2 separate regions of the Mus musculus genome follow, and region 1 is linked to region 2. The links are chromatin contacts, called in public promoter capture Hi-C maps. All regions are on one chromosome and are shown on one strand. The core of a region is the stretch at or near the end of the contact, and the rest is flanking DNA. Distances in the headings are between cores, read along the strand shown. Region 1 holds the start of Grap (GRB2-related adaptor protein). Region 2 holds the start of B9d1os (a long non-coding RNA gene).

The links. Capture Hi-C pulls out chosen DNA fragments and counts their contacts.
Region 1: a promoter capture Hi-C map of adipose tissue shows a contact between it and region 2. The contact joins the promoter of Grap here to the promoter of B9d1os in region 2. A contact is called at or near these places in 9 of 39 promoter capture datasets (the 3T3-L1 cell line, the SN4741 cell line, embryonic stem cells and 4 more), 5 of 484 Hi-C or Micro-C datasets (CD4 T cells, CD8 T cells, the N1E-115 cell line and 2 more), 10 of 115 datasets of contacts at active chromatin or transcription factors (bone marrow-derived macrophages, effector CD8 T cells, embryonic stem cells and 3 more) and 3 of 9 other capture datasets (adipose tissue, liver and pancreatic islet).

Annotation. Positions count from the first base shown.
Region 1 is chr11:61,651,470-61,654,693 of GRCm38.p6, forward strand. It overlaps Grap (GRB2-related adaptor protein), which reads left to right and starts at 1,852. Exons shown (of 5, transcript NM_027817.3): 1 at 1,852-1,955. The coding sequence starts at 1,878.
Region 2 is chr11:61,503,592-61,506,695 of GRCm38.p6, forward strand. B9d1os (a long non-coding RNA gene) reads right to left here and starts at 1,495. Exons shown (of 1, transcript XR_141098.4): 1 at 794-1,495. B9d1 (B9 protein domain 1) reads left to right here and starts at 1,553. Exons shown (of 7, transcript NM_013717.3): 1 at 1,553-1,680; 2 at 2,753-2,821. The coding sequence starts at 1,618.

The DNA.
Region 1 (3,224 bases), core at 602-3,101, 150 kb after region 2:
CACATATAGTTCTCTCTCTTGAGATTTGTTTGTGTTTATGAATGTTTTTTTAAAAGTCATTTTTTAAAAATTTTTTTGTTTTTGTTTTTTTCAAGACAGGGTTTCTCTGTATAGCTCTGGCTGTCCTGGAACTCACTCTGTAGACCAGGCTGGCCTCAAACTCAGAAATCCGCCTGTCTCTGCCTCCCAAGTGCTGGGATTAAAGGCGTGCGCCACCACCGCCTAGCCATTTATGAATGTTTTGACGGCATGTGCACATACATGTGTTTTTGGTGCTCACAGGAGCCAAAAGAGAGTGACAGAGCTTCTAGAGCTGGAGTTTACAGATGTCTGCGAGCCACTATGTAGGGGCTGGGAATCAAAGCCTCTGGAAGAGTAGCCTGTGCTCTTACCCACTGAGCCCCATCCTCTAGAAAACCACCGTCTTGAAAAAAAAAAAAAAATCTGCCAGGCAGTGGTGGCGCACACCTTTAATCCCAGCACTTGGGAGGCAGAGGCAGGAGGATTTTTGAGTTCGAGGCCAGCCTGGTCTACAAAGTGAGTTCCAGGACAGCCAGAGCTACACAGAGAAAACCCTGTCTCGAAAAACTAACTAACTAACTAAATAAATAATAAAAAATAATTTAGAAATAAAACTAAAAATAAGTAAATAAATGAAATAAAATAAAATAAAAATCTGGCTTCATCTGGATCCATCTGGTACCCATCCCACAGCCTGGGTTCTTTAGCTGTCCCTGTGTGTTTGGAGAATACTGGCTCTCTGTGGTTCCATGTGGTTGCAAATGTATAGCTGTGTTTCTCCGTGTTGTGCTTTACCCCCTAGTACTCACCAGACTGCTGTCTGCATCAGTGTCACAGCCTTCCCTTAACAATCGCAGAGCTGTAATGCCTTCAGACCACAAGCTACAGAAAGCTCAGGTGGTACTCGATGTTTAAAGCACAACAGGGGCCTTATTAGTGAGGTTTTCATAGGTGAATAGGAGCTTCCTGGGCAAGTAGGAAAAGGTGGTGTGCCCACCACAATGGCTCTCCAGCCTGGAGTTTGCTTGTAGTGGAATACCCAAAAGGGTACATGAGGGAGCTGTGTGGAGCAGGTGAGAGGAGACGGTTGGAAGTGTCTTGAACGTAGGCTGGAATTTGGGTTTGAGGTGGTGGGTGCTTAGGAATCTCGCTACAGGTATCAGCAGTTGTCCTGCTTAGTTGTTTTGTTTGTTTGTTTTTTTGTTTGTTTGGTTTTTTGTTGTTGTTGTTGTTTTCAACTTGACACAAGCCAGAGGCAGCTTGAGTTGAGAATTGGCTTGTGGACAAGTCTGTGGGGACGTTTTCCTGACTAATGACTGGTGTGGATGAGTCTGGTTCTCTGTGGGAAGTTCCACCCCTGGGCAGATGCTCTGGGTGTATAAGAAAGTTGGCTGAGCAAGCCATGGGAAGCAAGCCAGTAAGCAGTGTCCCTCCGTGGTCTCTGCTTCAGTTCCTGCCTCCAGGTTCTTGCCTTGGCTTTCCTGATAGACTATAATCTAAGCCAAATAAACCTTTTCCTCCCAAGTCACTTTTGGTTTTGGTGTTTTTCACAGCAATAGAAACTCCATTTAAAACAGATAAGAAATGTGAAGGCTGAGAGACAGAGGCCAAGCACGAGACAGCTCTGCATCGTCCTAATGGGGACTCCCCCACAGCCAAAGTGGGTTTATGAGCACACCCTCTCTGAGCTATGACAAGGGTGACATGTCTTTGCTTCCTGTTTCTCCCCCATCAAGGGCAGTTTCCGGCTGCAGCTTCAAAAGAACAAATACTCAAAACAAAGGAAGTGGTCCTCTCCTGCAGGAAGCAGGAAGCTGTAGCTGCTGGGTCCTCGGCTGAAGCCCAGGGACAGTGGGATGGAGTCCGTGGCCCTGTACAGCTTCCAGGCTACCGAGAGTGACGAGCTGGCCTTCAACAAGGGGGACACGCTTAAGGTACAGAAGGCTGGAGCTGGGCTGAGTGGGCCAACAGGGTTGGTAGGGTTAGAACCAGCACCTCAGAGAGTCCTGGGAGTCTGGGCTGTGAGGGACAGGCTCAGGTTAGCTGCCTCTACCCTCTTCAGTTTCCTCATTTAGGAAAGTGGAATAGTATTTATTACTGATCCTTCCTTTGGGGTCATTTGAGAGTCTGAGGCCACAGAGTCTGGTGGGAGTTGCCTAAATCCCACTGTTTTCTAGGGTTTTGTTTGTTTGTTTTTAAAGAAAAGTTTAATAGACAAATTTTGAGATCAGTAACACAGAGAGAAACAGAGAGACACAGAGGTAGAAATCGTGTGTGTGTGTAAGAGTGTGTGTATGTGTGTGTGTGTGTGTGTGAGAGAGAGAGAGAGAGAGAGAGAGAGACAGAGAGAGACAGAGAGACAGAGAGAGAGTCTAAAATAAGCAGACATTCTAACTTAATTGGGCTAAAATAGCTGAGATTAAGCTGTATTGATGGGAAAGGAGAAATAGAACGCTATACTTCATTTGTTCTCACCTGAGCCACTTTCACTCACAGTGGTTGTCTTCCAAGTCATTAGACACACGAGTGTGTGAAATCTCTACCGGGGATGCCCTTACTTAGAAGTTTGCATATGACAGGAGAGCTGAGGGGGCACAGGAGAGTGGCCATGCTGAACCATGGACACTGGAATGCTAGTGGCCCATCCTGTGCCCTCCACTGCCCCTATTGTGACCCCCTGGAGCAACAGACACAGGGCTAGATGGCTACCACCCTGAGCCCTGGCTCGAAGATTCAAGCACGGAGACAGACTCTTTAGAGCTATCCTGTACATGGGTCCCAGGCTCAGTGTGGATCTCCTGGCTGTGGAAGACCATGGCTTGGCTGCAGTGAGCGAGGCTCAGCAAGGTGTCTGTACGTGTGTAGTGTAGTGTAGTGTAGTGTAGTGTAGTGTAGTGTAGTGTAGTGTAGTGTAGTGTAGTGTAGTGTAGTGTGAGCCAATCTCCATTGCTTTAATTCTTGAGCCTTTCTTTGTTCGGTCCCCTGGGTGTCTAAAGCTCTAAGCTGGGGTCCTAAAGCAACCACATACCTTTGTGCACCCCCTTCTTCAAGCTAAGGTGCTGGTGTATCTACCTAAGTTGTTGGCTCTGGGTCCTATGCACACTCAACCAGTTTGGCCTCAGAAAGACCTGGGGTGGGAGACTGTCCAGATCCAAGTTCAGTTCAGAGGCCTCAGCTACTCTGGAAACCAGCATGGGCCATAT
Region 2 (3,104 bases), core at 245-2,744:
TCTCCTACAGGACAGAAAAGGCCTGAGAGAGTACAGGTACCAGTGACTGAAATCATCCCCAGGTTTGTTTTCTCATAGAACTCAGGATCACCAGCCTAGGGTAGCACCATCCACAGTGGGCCTGGCCCTTCTCCACCAATCACTAATTAAGAAAATGTTCAACAGGCTTACAAGCCCAATCACATGGAGGCTTTCTCAATCTTGGTTCCCTCCTCTCAGATAACTATGGCTTGTGCCAAATTGACAAAAAAACTAGCCAGCACAGACCTCTTCCTAAATGTCTCATCCTGTTGGTTTAGGACAGAAAAGCCTTATCTAATGAGTAATTTGGGGATTGAGAAGGCTTCCTTTCAGTAGCCTGTATCTTTCCAACGCTTTCAGTAAAGAACAGCAAGTGGCAGCCACCGGCTAGGAGAGAGGGGCCTAGAGCCTCTGCTTGTATGACTCTTGGCTCTAAGCTAAAAGAATTTCTTACATGCTTGCACCTCGGCCCACCTAGAACGCTGTGACCACATGCCTTTCCTCTTCCCCATAGGTGGCTTTGGGAATCCCGCCAACTGACTTCCAAGCTAACAGTTAGCGTGACCTGGTGTCATTACTGCAGGCTGAGCTCCCTAAAGTATACACATCTGCATCCGTTTGTTTCCAGGCTCCCTCATCATTAATGTGCTCTTTGATGTTTCCTTATAAGCTCTGAAAGTGAAGTCTGATTCTGCAGCTAAATTCCTGTAACGAATATGGCTAAATTACCTTCCAGGTCTGGATTTCAGTCACGCCCTCCAGAAAACTGAGATGTGTTCAATTTTATTTATTAAAGAAGTAGTTCCCAAATATTTTGCACTGGCCGGGCAATGAGGACCAGGCATTCAATGCCCCTAGAGTCGAGCTGGGGATCTAAAGGCAAGAAGCTCGCATTAAGCCACCTTGAATTGGACAGTGATAGAGTAAGTGCAGTTGAATCCAAGCACTAACAATGGTGTCTACCGAAAAGGATGCTGGTGGCTTGGGACCAAGCTCTGACATCCCTGAGCTACCAGTGATTTTCCAAAATTGGGTGACTGGTTCCGTGGGCTCCAGCTTCTCATGCAGGACGCGGGACTTGGACAAATGGAGTCTCCGGGTTTCGATGACAAGAGCCTCATAGGGCTGAAGGGCGCATTCTTCACCTGAGACAATGTGCTGGGTGATGCCCGCTGGACCACTCCCGCGCACCAAGCCTTCCAACGATGGCGTCTTTGCCGTCGCTGTGTGTGGCAACAGCGACACCACCTGGAGAGAGGTAACTCTAGCACGTGACTTTCCGCGGGCCTGAGTGCCGGTGCTGCTTCTTCTCAACATCCAGCTTTGCAGCCTGCGAGCTTCAAGCATGGCCAGACGAGTGAAGTCACACAGTGCGGGTCCGTGGACCCGCCCCTGGGGGTTAGGTTCCGCGCGACAGACACGGAGGACAGTGCCCAAAGCCATAAAGACTACTGCGCCTGCGCACTCTTACCTTTGAGCGAACTCGTCACCGCTTGAGAAATTTGTCCTAGACGACTTACCGTCTGTTTCCAAGACAACCGAGAGCCTCCTGGCAACAGCGCGCGGCCTGCGCCGGTCTCCCGGCCCATCAGTGCAATGGCTGCAGCAAGTCCCAGCGTCTTCCTGCTCATGATCACCGGGCAGGTAGAGAGCGCACAGGTAAGCAGTCGTGGACTCCGCCCGGGGACGGCCTGTTTCTCTCCCCGGGCTCTTCGCTCAGCTCCTAGAAAGCCAAGATGCTCTGAGCATCTCAAATAAATGGAAAGGAGAAGCAGCATTTGAGAACCTTGGCTCCAGGTAGATGAACCGGACAAGCTTGAGTGAAAACAGACCTCGAGGCGTTCAGCTGGTACCACTTGGATCCTGTTTACTTGGTTGAGTGGTGGCCTAGGACTAATGGGACTGAAGACTCAGCTGATCCATTTAACAGCTGGGAACTTACCGGAAGGCAGTGGCCAAGGTGGGATTTGACCCGGTCCGTCTAAGAGACAGAACTTTGCTACATTATTCTTCTGGGCTGCTTGTTGAAAATGCCCATTATTCCTACATATTCTGAGGTTTGGCTGACATGCTTTAGGTTCTGCCAAGTCTGAAGCTCAGTAGGTGTTCCTGCCTTCCCATTCATTGGTACTGCGTCCTCCCTGTTTTCCTCTATCCGATTAGAGGATGTCTGGGCTGCTTACTCTGGACACCTTCCTTGGCGTCTGCCCTGGGCCTTCCTTTCTCCGGGACCCTCAGTTTTAGCCATGTTCTTTGGCCCTGTAGCTTCTGGGTTTCACGTGAGCATCATTTCTGTAGAGCTAATTTGTGCCCAGCACTGGAGATGCGCTGAGGCATGAAACCTGTTCCTTCTTCAGTCTAACAGGGTTATCAGATAGACATTAGGTACCCACATGCAGAAATGCAGAGAAGTGAAGGGAGCCAAGCAATGATCCTTAAGCCAGCTAGAGACTGAAGGGGAACTCTGAAAGATGGGCAAGGGGCCTACCACATGTGGACTGAGAAAGACAAGACAGAAAGTAGACCCTGAGCAAAATAACCTACGGGTATTGGCAGTCTGGGACTAAGCCTGACTTCCTGATTTCCATTCCCTGCCCGCCCTGAAACCCATGTCCACCTCCTCAGTCCCAGATGCCTCGTGTTCCTAATTCCTGTCCACTGCATCTGCCTAGCTAATGTGTGGGCCCAGTTTGCCCTTTCTAGACAGAATCCTGTATACTTTTTCTCTCAGTTTCCAGAGTATGATGACCTCTACTGCAAGTACTGCTTTGTGTATGGCCAGGACTGGGCCCCAACAGCGGTAAGTTGGACTCATGGGCCTCCTCTGGTTAGAGCTTTGGTGATTCCTGAATCATACCCTTCTATTCGAGACCAAGAGGTAGACACTAAGGTCAGAGATGACCTAAACATTGCATTTGTTTTTGGGGGAAAGCTAGTTTATAGAATACAGTCACTACTGGGTTCGCTGGTGTACCCCTGGAGTCTGTTAGTGGCAGCTGAGAGGGACAAGTAGCAGCCTAACCAGGCAGGCTCTGGAGAACCACCTGCCAGTGGCTTTGGACAGCATCAGCCAATACCCCCAC